4 separate regions of the Mus musculus genome follow, and regions 2, 3 and 4 are each linked to region 1. A link is a contact called in public HiChIP or PLAC-seq, capture Hi-C and promoter capture Hi-C data. All regions are on one chromosome and are shown on one strand. Each heading gives the region's core, a stretch centred on a gene start, on an enhancer-like site or on the middle of the called end of the contact. The rest is flanking DNA. Distances are from core to core; before and after follow the strand shown.

What was found. Promoter capture Hi-C pulls out the DNA fragments that hold promoters and counts their contacts. HiChIP or PLAC-seq counts read pairs in DNA pulled down with a chosen protein or histone mark. Capture Hi-C pulls out chosen DNA fragments and counts their contacts.
Region 2: a contact with region 1 is called in a capture Hi-C map of macrophages, with 5 times the contacts expected there. The contact joins the promoter of Necap1 here to the promoter of Clec4a2 in region 1. A contact is called at or near these places in 2 of 39 promoter capture datasets (macrophages and neutrophils), 1 of 484 Hi-C or Micro-C datasets (bone marrow-derived macrophages), 4 of 115 datasets of contacts at active chromatin or transcription factors (bone marrow-derived macrophages and embryonic stem cells) and 1 of 9 other capture datasets (macrophages).
Region 3: an H3K4me3 HiChIP or PLAC-seq map of bone marrow-derived macrophages shows a contact between it and region 1, with 9 times the contacts expected there. The contact joins the enhancer-like site here to the promoter of Clec4a2 in region 1. A contact is called at or near these places in 2 of 39 promoter capture datasets (embryonic stem cells and macrophages), 1 of 484 Hi-C or Micro-C datasets (bone marrow-derived macrophages), 3 of 115 datasets of contacts at active chromatin or transcription factors (bone marrow-derived macrophages and embryonic stem cells) and 4 of 9 other capture datasets (adipose tissue, embryonic stem cells, liver and 1 more).
Region 4: a promoter capture Hi-C map of macrophages shows a contact between it and region 1, with 6 read pairs. The contact joins the promoter of Clec4a3 here to the promoter of Clec4a2 in region 1. A contact is called at or near these places in 1 of 39 promoter capture datasets (macrophages), 1 of 484 Hi-C or Micro-C datasets (bone marrow-derived macrophages), 1 of 115 datasets of contacts at active chromatin or transcription factors (neural progenitor cells) and 3 of 9 other capture datasets (adipose tissue, liver and macrophages).

The regions. Positions count from the first base shown.
Region 1 is chr6:123,121,364-123,124,824 of GRCm38.p6, reverse strand. Clec4a2 (C-type lectin domain family 4, member a2) reads right to left here and starts at 1,509. Exons shown (of 6, transcript NM_011999.4): 1 at 1,156-1,509. The coding sequence starts at 1,237.
Region 2 is chr6:122,872,810-122,876,270 of GRCm38.p6, reverse strand. Necap1 (NECAP endocytosis associated 1) reads right to left here and starts at 1,714. Exons shown (of 8, transcript NM_026267.3): 1 at 1,608-1,714. The coding sequence starts at 1,702.
Region 3 is chr6:122,890,892-122,894,352 of GRCm38.p6, reverse strand. No RefSeq gene overlaps it. Among named protein-coding and RNA genes, the nearest start is that of Necap1, 18 kb to the right of the region's middle. Within about 2 kb of position 1,727, at least 6 of the 459 cell types and tissues checked have an H3K27ac peak or open chromatin away from gene starts, as enhancers often do. A contact at or near this core is called in bone marrow-derived macrophages, where this site is marked.
Region 4 is chr6:122,950,885-122,954,345 of GRCm38.p6, reverse strand. It overlaps Clec4a3 (C-type lectin domain family 4, member a3), which reads right to left and starts at 1,702. Exons shown (of 6, transcript NM_153197.4): 1 at 1,397-1,702; 2 at 194-310. The coding sequence starts at 1,478.

The sequences.
Region 1 (3,461 bases), core at 260-2,759:
ACTGTTGAAGTAACCGGTATTAATATTTTGAGATTTGAAAAAATACTTTGAATACATATATGTGTGTATACTTACATGTACACATTTATACAAATATATGTAAATATATATTACAAAAATACTTTATTAATGTTTTTCATAGAGTGTTTTGTTTCTTTGTGTGTGGTTTTGGGGGTTGGGTTTGTTTTTGTTTTGGCTTGTTTGTTCATTCATTTGTTTGTTTGTTTGTTTGTTTGTTTGTTTGTTTTTGGTGATGAAAGGTATAAGAAGCTAGTGTCTCTCTATGTAGTCTTGGATGGTCTACAACTCATTATGTAGACAAGACTGGCTTCAAATCTCCAGTGATCCTCCTGCCTCTGCTTCATGAATGCTGGAATTAGAGCACATGTGAACCTTTTAGCAAGTGTTAAAGTACGTATATATAATATGTTTCTCACATGATAACACAACATAAACATTGCCACCTGCCCTACAACTTTTCTTTGCATCAGTATTATAAATATATTTTCAGGTCACTGTACTTTCATAGTGTTCTTTACTGTGGTTGCAGTACTGTATATTTAAATCACTTCCAGACTATCCAAATATTAAAGACAAATATATAATAAGAGATAAATATTTCTAATCATAGTCCACCTCTTGAGCATAATGTCAGTCTGATAACCACTCTCAAATGGCTGGAAACTTTAGCGGAGCAACTGCCTATTAAGTGAGAGGTTTTGCTCTGATCTATCGTATAAAAGAAAAAAAAAAGTTCCTTCAGGATAAAAGCTCCAAACACTGAAACAGTTTTCATGAAGTTACAAAATTCTGTCAAGCGTAGAGGGGAGAGCTCACTATTAAACAATATGATTTAATTTTCAGAAAAATATATGCATTTATGTTCATTTATATAGAGCAGGAAATACAGCAAGATTCAAGGTATAGTTTTTGTAAATAACAAGAAAAAAACCATGCCAAGAAAGCTTTTCCTTCCCACTATACAACTCTACAGCTCTTCAAGTCAATTTACAGTTAAACAGCTGAGACTCCAGTAAAATACCAGATGGGAGCACTCAAAAAATCATTCACAAATACCACCTAACTTTGAGAATGACATTTCCTTTATCCTCCCATCTACATTAAGTACAGACAGGGATTTCTGTTTTGTTTTACCTGCAGGAGATTCTGAGTAGGTGTGCAAGGAGTTGGATTCATTCTTGAACTTCACTTCTGCATAAGTGATTTCTGAAGCCATATCAAGAAAAAATCTTCCTCCGTCAGAAGAGAGCCTTGTTCCTTCTCTAAGGCTCTATAGTATATGAGAACCAATCACTGTGATAAGTTGTCATATTGCACAGTTGTATGAAAGAAGAGACATGTCTCACTAGGATAAACGAGATGAGAACAAGAAACCACAGCATAGAATCACCAGGGCGAGATAAGGGAAATGCAACCTCTTAACATAAGAAAATAAGAATTGTAGCCCTCAAACCCACTCAGCAAGATATGCAAGTACTGCAAAGTGGGAACTCAAAGGGGGAAGGAAAGAAAGAGGAAGGAGGAGAAAGAGGAACCATGCTATTAGAGAACCCTGTTGTAAAACACTCTGCAGCACACATAAATTCACTCACTTCTATATGCAAATGTGGTTTCTGGAAAACCAGACAACATAAGCAAACTCTTAAGGCACAACGATGATTTTGACTGAACAGGAAAATTTTGATACCACATTGTAGTGGACCATTAGCCCTCACCATTGTGTGGATTCCCACTTTTTTCTCAGCTGCCACCAGTGTGGGGAAGGCAAAGTTCACATTCTGTTTCTTCTGAAGTTGCTCCTCTGAGCACTCTGCCTCCTGCCATAGATTCATAACTACCTGCATGGGGACTCTCCACTCACTTTGCTACTGGACATGCCCAGAGCTCCTGAAACAGCTCTGGATAGTAGCAGTGGTTGGACTCTCTCCTCTCCTTGTGCCTCTCTTCCCTTACTCCCAGCCCTCCTCAGCTCATGCTTTAAATGTTCACTGCACTGTTGGGAATAGTTGAGAGAATAAAATGGATCACAGAGTACAAGAGGGGACACTTACTTGAGCTGCTGGAGATGGAATCATTTGAGTCACTCCCACAGACATCTTCCAGCTCACAGCCACATGCTCAGCCTTCAGTTCTTCCAAAGACTTCCCTTCTTTGAATCTCCTCTAGCTACTTCCATGTTACACTACACATAACAATCAAACAACATGTGCATGCATAAGACACACAGAGAGAGAGAGAGAGAGTTTGTATTTACTGGTTTTCTTTTGCTTTTATATCCAAACATGCTGAAAACCATGGGTTAACACTATTACCCCCATTTTAATGTAAAGCCACAGGTTTCGTTTTATTTCCAAAATTTGGCATTTCTAATCTACATCTATGAGTAAAAACAAATCTATGCTCATTATCTCTATCTCAAACTCCCAAGTGATAATCTCTTGGATGCTCCCATCTCTTTCCCACAATGTTGCTCACACTTCACTTAGAGGCCTGTACTTTCTGGGTGGACTCCAAACCTCAGGTCAAGCCTATGTCCCCTAAGCTGGATGTGCTCTCATTCCTGGTGCTGATCTCTGGGAAGACTCCACTCAGCCTCCCTGGGTTTTAGCACACCACCAAGGTCACCTTGATGGGCAGAAACTCTCAACACCCTGGAAGGTACCAAGCAGCGACACAGAGATATCCCACCAAGCAGACAGCATTCTCACCTCACGATTCTCTGAAAGTGACACCATTTCTGCCTTCTGTGCATAGATACACTCCTCATCCTACTTGACTGCTAACACCCAATGTCAGGCCATCCACAACCAGGCATGGATATTCTCGTTACCTTAATAGACAGTAACGTCCCACAGTGAGTTTTCCACCATGCACACTCTTTACCCATGCCTGGTCTACCCTCTGCAAGGAAGCTTGTGGTGAGAATTTTGAAATTTTTACTTCTTTTAAAAAACATAGAAATATAAGAATATATTTTCATTCTGAATCTCAGGTGCAGCAACCTGTGCTTGTTTCAGACTTCCCACAGCAGCTGACGATAATTAACCTCATGATCTGGTGGCGGTGTGCTTATTCCAGTTTCAGAAAGTTTCTGCAATTGTGTCATGTTTGGAATCCTGGGAAATTTTCAGAGAGTATATAAATTCTAGAGCCCCGATAGGCAGAATTGGTGGTTAGTGGTTGTGAGGGGGAGGGGTTTTCAGATTATTAGTAGTCATGCTCAAAGAAGAAACAAGCAAGAGATTAGATTCAAGGATCTCTATCTTTCTCTTCTTTCTATCTCTCCTCTTTCTCCTATCTAGTTATATGGGGGTGAAATGATGAGGAGCAGAGATAAATGGTGGGAAAAGGTGAACCCAAAATGTAACAACAAATGGCAACTCAGCCTGTAGCTCAAAATTTAAGGATAAAATGAAAATTTTGATTTCAAGTGCCATAAA
Region 2 (3,461 bases), core at 465-2,964, 250 kb after region 1:
TTCAGGCTATTCATTCCACCCTGGAGCTCAGAAGACTGGACAGTAAAGCAGAGATAGAGATGAACATAAAGTGCTATGGAAGTCCGCAGAGAGCTGGCCTGAACCAAAGACTCAGGTAGAGCAATGTGTAAGCTAAATCATAACGTGGTACCTGTGACTACCATCATGCTGAGTTTCAGTCATGGTCAATGTGAGATCTGAGTGGCAACTCCTTTACCAAAAGATATACAACTCGTAGGGCCCACTGCACAGGTCTGTACAAAACAACTCATCAATGATGAATGACCCTCTGGTTAGGAAGCAAAATGGAGATGTGGAGAAGGTAACTTTCCAGCAAGAGAAAAACCATGAAGGTATGTAGGTCAGAAAAGGGATACTACTAGTACTGTATTTTTATAACGATTTAGTTACCCTATACTCTTTTATTTAACTCTCAAAAAAAAACCTGTGAAGGGGTTGGGGAAATGGCTCAGTAGTTAAGAACACTTGTTGCTCCTGCAGAAGACAGGGGTTCAGTTGCCAGCACCCAGATGATGGTTCACCAACATCAGTGACTCCAGTTCCTGGAGATCTGATGTCTCACAACATCACTCTGACCTCTGTGAGCACAAGGCATACCCACTCATACAGACAGACAAAACACCCATACACATACCTCTAAAACAAATAAAAACCTGTGAGGTACACAAGACGTGCACAGTCTTCTCACGCTACTTCTCCTGTTTTACAAATGAGAACCCTTAAGGCCTGGGGAAGAAAAACATTGATTGGCTCATAAATTACACAGCTATTTAGTGTCGAGGGCTCAGACCTAAAGAGTTTTCAACACAAATCCCAGCGAATTCTCTTTGAACTCCTTAACATCCTACAACAGCCCAAAACCTCAATCACTGGATTACAAGGTTGTCAGGCCTTACAAGAGGAAAAAAAAAAAAAAAAAAAAAAAAAATGCTGCACTGACTCTGGGAAAGCTCTAAGAGAGGTGACTGGATTGATAGGAAGGCAGAAATCCCTACATAATCAATGTGTGGGGGGGAGGGGTACACACACACAAACAAAATGAAAACACGCAATAGCTCATCACTGGAATACAAGATCTTAACGTGTGCCTACTGCGCCCCCCCCCCCCAAAAAAAAAAAAAAACTAAAGGATGATGACACTTGGCGAGAATGACAACAGTATCAATTAAAATAGATCATCTAAACAGTGGACAGCAAAACTACCATTCCGGACAAGTGTCAGGCGGGATCAGAAGCGCGGGGGGAGGGGGGGGAGCGTGCCGTGTGCGTGTGCGGACGCGCGCGTGGAGGATTACAAGCCAAAGGTCGCAGCAAGAGTAACAGATGGAGCAGGCATGAATGGATTGCGGATGACGAGGAGCAGACGATGTCTCAGGGGGAGGGATGGGGAGGAGAGGTGGAAAGACGCATGACGGCAGGAAGAAAAGAAAACAAAATCAGAGTTCCAGCAAAACAGAAAAGTAGACGGAGCCGCCGGCAGCCCGGGTGGCAGGCTAACTACGGCGGCAGCGGCTCGAGCCGATGGCTGCTGCCCAAGGACACAACCGTCACCCCGGCGGGCGCCGGCTGCAAATCCCCCTGGGTACCTGTAACCGCGGTTGGAGGCCCGCGGCGGAATCCGGTAGACGCTGACGTCGGGCTTCACACACAGCACGGACTCATATTCCAGCTCTGCCGCCATCTTGGCTCCGCTAGCGCCGCGGGGGCGGGGCACGGGTGGGGGCGGGCTGAGACGCCGACGGCTTCCTTCGCGTCACTTCCGCTCGGGTACAGCTTCGAGGTTAACCTCTAGGCGGCGCAAAACCTGTTACAATCTGGAAACGCTGATGCGCCTGGCTCGCCATCTTGAGTAACGGCAAAGACAGGCTCAGTGGTAGAGCACTTGCCTGCCAAGGCCTCGGGTTGGGCTCTTTCCCCAGCGAAAAATTAAAAATAAGAATTCAGTTCTCTTTTACCTACCTTCAAACGGTAACCAGAAAAAAAAAAAAAAAAAGTCACTGAATATACGAAAACAAAACAGAGGTTGGACAAAATGAATCTCTGCTTTCTCATTCTGTTCTCATAAGCAAGTGTCCAATGCATAATCTATTAAGTGCTACCATGGGGTTGTTTTGTTTTTTTGCAATTTTGTAGGTTTTGTTGGTGACTTCTCCATATTAAAATGACTGATTACAGTGCTAAATGCTATCTAGCATCCCTCAGCATGAGTAGCCCAGCTGGCTACACATCACGATGAGTACTAAACAGCTCTATCCACAAATATGTTCTTTGTGCACTCGCAAATAAATGTAAGCTTACAACAGTGTAACTTAGAAATGTTTTAGATGGCACTGACTTCAAGTGGCAAAACCAAGTCTGATCTTATCTTGTCCCCCCCAAAACACCAGTAGCAGCCTCTTTCATTGCATTCTATCGACTGGTTGACTTTTACTTCTGATTGGTCTGCTTTGCCTAGCAAAGCCAGTTCAACAAGAATTAGACTTTAGGGTTGGTGAGATGGCTCAGTGGGTAAGAGCACCTGACTGCTCTTCCAAAGGTCTGGAGTTCAAATCCCAGCAACCACATGGTGGCTCACAACCATCCATAACGAGATCTGACTCCCTCTTCTGGAGTGTTTGAAGACAGCTACAGTGTACTTACATATAACCAATAAATAAATCTTTAAAAAAAAAAAAAAAAAAGAATTAGACTTTAATTGGCTGGTAAGGATGTAGAGACTGGCTACGGTTGCCAGGACTATAAATTGATCCAACGCTGCTTTGAAGGGACATTTAGCAGAACTCTCCAAATATTAAGTGGGTGTAGCCTTTAACAGTTCCACTAGCTTTTTGTTTGTTCATGTCTGTTTATTTGGAGACAGAGTTTCAATGTAGTCCAGGCTGGCCCTCATCTCATTATGTACTAAAGAATGACTTTGAACTTGTAATCCTCCTGCCACCATAGTACTGGAATTACAGGCATGTGTCACCACACTCTTTTCTTTTCTTTTTTTCAGTGTTTTGGATCACATCCAGGGTTTTGTGAGAACTAGGCAAGCATTCTATCAATTTAGCTACATCCCCAACCAAAAACTTTTTTTTCTATCATATACTTCTCCAACACATGTTATAAAGAGAATACATACACTGTGGATGGAGACATAAAAAAGAAAACAGACAGAAAAAATGGTCTTTTACTGGTTTCCTATTTCTAAACCTATGATCTCAACGGAAGCCTCGGTCATGTTACTATACCGCATTGAACTCTTTCGTTTCCTCTTTCTGGATCAGCAGTGCTGACAATCCCTTACTGAGGCCCCAGCCCCTGGTTCACCTTTCAAGTGCTATGTATTTTTTTCTCCCCAAATCTGGTCATCCTAGAGACTTCTGGTTTCACATAGTTAACTCTCCCTAATCTTACACTCCTTCTTGCCACATGTAAGGTATGATATACGATAACCA
Region 3 (3,461 bases), core at 478-2,977, 230 kb after region 1:
AGAATGCATCCCAAATTATTACTATCAATTCGTAACTAAATTACAAACCCATTAGTGGATCGAGCCCCTGTTGAGCCCTCATGGATCTACCAGCTGGGGACAAAGCCTTCAACACATGAGCCTTTGCAGGGCATGATTCACAGCCGAACCCTAACACCATCACAGTTGTGTGGGCAGAAAGAGCAGACAATGCAAGGCCACTGACAGGCAAAACAGAACTGCATATAACTAATCAGTATGGCCACAGTGTGCAGATGAGTCTGGGTGTTTCCTTTTGAAATTCAAGTACATATGATCTGCAGAGTCCACCGCCACACAGCAGCCCGTCATATTAGGCACATATGTAAAGGTGCATTTTTGCTTCTCTGTGCTTAGATATCCTCATCTGTGAAATGCAGATGGCCACACAACGCCTTAGAGGCTCCGTGATACATCTCTCTCTGAGATATAAAACAGAGCTAATGCAGAGCCAAGGGTCTAATGACCCAAGAGAGAGACAGCAGGGCTGCACTTGGTTTGGGGTTTCTGACTCTCTGAAGGGCATTATATATAATACAAAGGCTACAGAGGAGGCTACTTGGAATCACAGAACCAAGAGTGTGGGCCTCACGGTTGACTCAGTCTCCCCATGCTTGTCCTATGCTCGCTCTCTCTCCCCAGCGTCGTCTACTCTCCATTTCTACCTTACTTAATGGCTCCTCCACTCCACACCCTAGAGGGTACCTATCTCAGGTATAGGACAGTGCCATGCCCTAACACTCACCATCCATTTCCTAGCCTGGATAAGACCACACATGGTCAACGCTAGGTGCACGCATGGGGGCAGGAGTGGGCGGCAGGGTTAGTAGCAGAGGTGCGCACTTATGTGGAGCCTTCACATTCCAGATCCTCATCCGTGCACTTCAGTTATTTCAGTTGGTGGAGAGACCTACAGAAACTAATCACAGTCTCTTTGACTAGTCGTCACTTTACAGTCACAGCAACTCTATCACGTCCTAGGGCCCTCATTTTGCCTACCAGGGAGCTGAAACAAACTTGAATAATTTGTCTGGAAGCCAGTGACAGGAAAATTTTTATATAAAGGCTATAATAGCTCATCCCAAATCCATGATCCTGGCCACTAACAATCTACTACACATGATCTGTGACAGGTCATTAGTAAGCATATCCCCCATCAAATGTTTACTTAAGGAATAAAGTCTGAAACTGCCATTCTGGTCCTTATTTTCAATCTGATTAGGCATCTGTTACTTCTACACTCCCAGCAAACTCTGGCTTGGGTAAAAGCTCTAACTCTGGGTAAATGGCCCCAGGCAGCCAAGTGTGGTGGTGTACACCTGGCAGGTAAATCAAGGCCAGCCTGCTCTACAGATTGAGTTCCAGGACAGCCAGGGCTGCAAAAAGAAACCCTGTCTCTAAAAACAAAACAAAACAGAACAAGCTTGGTGGTGGTGGCACACTTAAGGGCAGAAGCAGGCTAATCAGTGTGAGTTCAGAGCCAGCCTAGTCTACATAGTGAGTACCAGGATAGCCAGTGCTATGTAGAGATATTCTGTCTTAAAACACACACACACTCACAAACAAACTAATAAACAAACAAAAAAGACCTCAGATGATCTTTGTGTCTTTCTTTCTGGAGTCCCCTTCATTAGCAAGTCTAAGAAACAAGTCCTACAATTGTCCCGAATGCTAGAGACCAATTGCTAGGGAGATGGCCCCCTCTAGTGGTCACACAGTGACAGGCACGGCCAGATGTAACATCCATAAGAAGTGTTGCTATGACTTCTCTTTCTGGCTATAGCATAGCATCAGAAAATACAAGAAAAAAAAAAAAAAAACTAAAAAGCAAACAAAAAACACTAAGTAGTATGTCTTTTTTACAACACCTCTGAGAATGTGATATTGTTATTAGATGAATGAGACAAAACATGAGCTCACAATGGACAGTCATTTTACTTCTGGCTCAAATGCAAACAAAACAAGCTCACTCCAGTTTTATAATTATGTTCTGTCCTCATCTTGTATCTTTTAAAAGGAAATTAGGAAAGGGAGGAGAAAGAGAGGGAATGAGGGAGGGAGGGAGGGAGGGAGGGAGGGGAAGGCACACAAGCCTATATAGATCCCAGGCTTCAAGCAACAAGTAGCAGGACATGGTGGAACAAACCTTTAATCCCAGGCTTTAATCCTCAAACTTTTACGAATTTGAGGTCAGCTTGGTCTACATAGTGAGTTTCACAACAGCCAAGACTATTTATAGAGACCCTGTCTCAAAAACAAACTAACAAACAAAAGCAACAAAGTAAATAAACATCACCCTCTTCTCTCCAATCTTGTCATCTCAGGGCCGGGGACATGGCTCAGTAGGTCAGAGCACCGGCTGTACAGCATGAATGTGGATCACCAACATCCACGGAGAAAAGCAAGGCACTCACCTACATCCGCAGCATGGAGGAGAAAGGAGACAGAGGATGGTTGGGACTGCTCATGTTCATGCCCCACGTTCACTGACAGACCCTGTCTCAAGGGAATAAGCCTGAGTGTGGCAGAGCAGGGTACCCCAAATCTTCCTTTGGCCTCTGTGCTCTCATACACAAGCACACACACACACACATGTAACAACAGGCCCTCAGACCTTAGCACAACTGACTCCATGATGGAAGCACCATTCAGGCCTTGGAACCCAGCACACGGGCAGCACCACCTGCCAAAATAAAAACAAAGACCGAATCCTTCAAAGTCCATAGTTCTGGGAAAGTCTCTAGATGTACTAACCTCGCTTTTCGGCTCCTGTAGTTCCATTTCTGGCTAGCTGTTCGTGGTAACTGTAGTATGTCAACCCAGAATGTGTTCTTATTCTGAACATCCAGTGTAGTTACCAGCTGGCTAATAAAAGACTTTCTGTTGGCTTAAACCCATGTCTTAAGTGAGTAGTCTTCGATGAATGCTCCCAACACAGAGGCATACATCACATGTCAAAAAGAATATTATTTTAGTCAAAGTTGTTTTTTTTTTTTAACGGCTGGAAAGATAGCTCAGCAGCTAAGAGTGCCCACTGCCTTTACAGAACCTGAGATTACCCATGTCAGGGAAGTCACAAGAACCTGCAACTCCAACTCCAAGAGACCTGAAGCTTTCTTCTGACTGACCTGCATACACACACACACACACACACACACACACACACACACACATATGCAAACATAAATACTGATGACAATAATCTCCAACATTATAAATAACACATATTATAAAAATTTCAGATAGGTAGGTAATCTATTTACCCAGAAAATAAGAGTCCTGGATCATATAGTACTTATTTGTTTAAGATTCACTTCATGTGTATGTGTATTTGTGCACTGTGTAGGTGACTACAGAAGTCAGCAGGCATCCAGTCCTCCAGAGCTAGAGTCTGACATGGACACTAGAAAACTTCAACCAGGTCCTCTTCGAGAGTGGGAAAT
Region 4 (3,461 bases), core at 453-2,952, 170 kb after region 1:
AGATGCTCCAGGACATGTTTCTCTAGGCAGAATGGATTCCATCATTTTTACAGGACAGTAATTCTGAGACAGATCAAAATTTCCAATACTTTCTATCGCCCCAGAATAGGTTTCTTTCCCAGGTTTCTGGATAGCTGTCTGTCTAATAGCTACTTCTCTCCTTGCTTACTTGTTCCTCTGTACTTGTACTTACTGATCAGAGCACCGGAGAATAAGATTGTCAACAGCAGGAAATAGATTATGAGTGAGGTAAAGAGGACCTTAGAGAATTTGTGACAACTTTTCTGAGACGTGTTCTTCCTTTGGGGAGCTGAAAGACAAACAAAATTCATTTCTTGAGTTCTGTTATTTCCTCTTCTTTTTCCTATTCTGTTGCTGTGCCTGATAAACACTAATAATGTGATGTTTGAAATAATAAGAGAATGTAAATATGAAACAATCATGTTAATTTTAGAAACATTCCAAAATATAGAATAATTCATTCTTAACATTGAGGATAATTGTCGCCAATATTTGATATTCATTTTCCAACACGTTTAAAACTTTCACACATAAATTCATATTTTCTGCAATTGGCACATCATAAATACTGATTTGTGGCTTTTTTTTTTTCATTAAATCGTGAATTTTTTCCTTTATAATTTTTGTATTATTTCTGAGACAGAGTCTTGGTATGTTCCCAAGGTAGACCTTGAATTCATTATGTAATCCAAGCTGGCCCCAAACTTATAGCAATCCTCTGTCTCAGCCTCCTGAGTTTTGCTACTACAGACATGGGGTGAAACATCCAACCATTTTTTTTAATATCATCATGTCTTCTTTATCAGTTTTATAATGACTGCAGAGTATTTCATCTTATACTTTTAAAGTCTTACTTCCAACTGCAAAGAATGTGATAGTCAAGAAGTATTTGTAAACCTTTGTATACCTTTATGGTAACAATCGCTACATTTTTAGTCACCACTTCTAAAAGAGTTACAATACTTTCCAACCATGTGTAAGGTCCTGCTTTCAGTCTCCATCACTGGGATGAAAAGAGTGAAAGAAGCTATGCAACACTTAGATACCAAACAAACTATGCTATGTTATCAAATAGAGAGTGGGGAATTATTATACAGTAGCCTAACTTTTGAAACAATATGGTACACATATTTATGTGTATCTACATGTAGAAAAGATACAATATACTCGTATGGTATTATTTTTCTCTAGATGGTAAAAGTAAAGACAACACTTTCTCTTCTCCACTGTACAATCCTATGACCTTCCATGTCTGTCTACAGGCAACACACTTGGCTGAGGCTCCAGGGACCTGCAGGCATAGCCGCATCTAAGACCATCTGTCTTTGTCCTTTACCGAATCACTAACTGGGAGCAGCAGAAAATGCTTTCTTACCTGGCCAAGAGTCTGTGTCGATGTCTGAGGAGTCAACTTTATTTTTGAAGTTCGTGTTAACATAAATGTTTTCTGAAAACATGTTGAGATGAAAGTTTCCCCTGCCCTCAGAAGATGTGTGTCATCCCGTCTTTAAAATATCTCCTGAACAAGAAACAAACGTGACAGCAAATAATCCTGACACCAGCTAGAAATGAGAGGCAGTAACAGACAGCTGCCCTCAGCTTGCAGCACTCCCCTGGCCTGCAAAGGGAGTATCGCGGACAGAAAATGCATTCCGTCCAATCATAGAATTACAGCTATACCAAGAACCCAGTGGGTGAGAGAAGAAAACAGGAAGGAATGAAAAAGAGGAACCAGGGCATTAGAGAAGTCAAACTCCCTACGGAGTTGAGATTCTGACACTCACCCTGAGGCACCCTCCGCAATCAGGCCTCCTTTACCCAGCATGTGCCAAGTTCTACTCGTGATCTCTGAAGAGCTGCCAGTGGGTCTTCCTGAGTCTCTAGCACCACACTCAAGTCCCTGTCACGGACAGAAGCATTCTTCATCCCAAAGGCACCTAGTACACACCCTAGACTGTGGCACCACGCAGGGACAGTCTCTTCACCCTTCTCAGTCTCTGGAAACCGTTCCAGCACTGCCTTATGCATGGGCACTCTCTTTAACCTGCCTGGGTTCTGACAGGCCATTTCCTCCACATCCTAGCAAGGATTCTCTCTTTATCTTGAAAGTCGCTGAGTTTCCAGCTTGTATTCTCCACTGTCAGTCACATCCTGTGCCTCGCCTAGCTCCTGAAACCCATGCCTGGTTTGTGAGAAAGGTCCAGCCATCCGGTTTAGTCTCGGAATCTCAGCCTGATTTGGAGCCAAAACTATGCACGGTCCCCATCCTCCCAAATGCCAAGGTATCATCCCACGCTGCTCCTTGAGGACCCTCTGCTCACTCGTTTGGGGTTCTGACTTCCTGTGAGAAGTGCCCCAAGCATGGGTGCCTGCCTCACCCTATTTGAGTTCAGACTCCTCACCTGCCCGCTGTCAGACACAGCTGCCCTCCTCACCTCTCAGGTTTGTGGACCCACCCCCAAGGCCATGCGCTTTCTCATCAGCATGCCAATATTCCCCTCACCGCTTAGGGCTTCAGTTCTGCCATCAAGCCAGCCCTCTGCACAGTCAGATCATCGCATCCTACTATGGACACCTGCCCTGACTGAAATTGAATTATTTAGTAAGCAAAGAGAAAAATCACATTTTTAAAGGATAGAAGAAGGGCAAGAAAATTCGTAGTTCTCTGTACGAGGTTCCGGGACGCAGTGATTCATGGACACATACCCTCTCGCCTGTAATTGCTCGCTCCCAGAGACCATCCTTCAAGCTCCTTATGCAAAAGTGAGTTCTAAAATTGCCGCTATCTCCCTAGGGGAAAAATTCACATTGTGAGCTAACTACACTGTGTCATCCACAGTCCCGTACCCAGCTGGCTTATAGCAGCAAGCACTTATTTCTCAATCACAGTTTATTTGTGCTTAGGATCTGCATACGGATGACTGTAGTGATGCTTCGTCATTCTGGAGCCAAGGCCACAGAGCAATTGAACATGCATCACACTCCTCTGTTTTAATATGGTGGTCAGGACCGGCGGTATAGTATGACAAGCATCTTTTACCTTCAAGTCTTTTGTTTGCTAGCAAACCTGACAAGCTGAGTTAAATCCCTGGATCTCACATGGTAAGCGAGAACCATCTCCTGCACATTGTCCTAACTTCCATGTTCATCTACCTGCACGCATACACACACACACACACACACACACGTGTGTGCACGCACGCACACACATGCACACGCACATGCACGTACACTAAATAAATAAACAAACAAATAAATAGTGCGGTGGTCACTATAAAGTCATTTAAAATATTGGTCCCTGGCAGCCTCTTGCGCAAGCCTATAAATTAGGCAGAGAGGCTACCTCCACTGTAGGTGGTGCAGGTAGGTGTGTCAAGAACACCAAAGTTTAATTCTCCCACAGAGAATTATGCAAAGGCTTTTAAACAATTATGCAAACA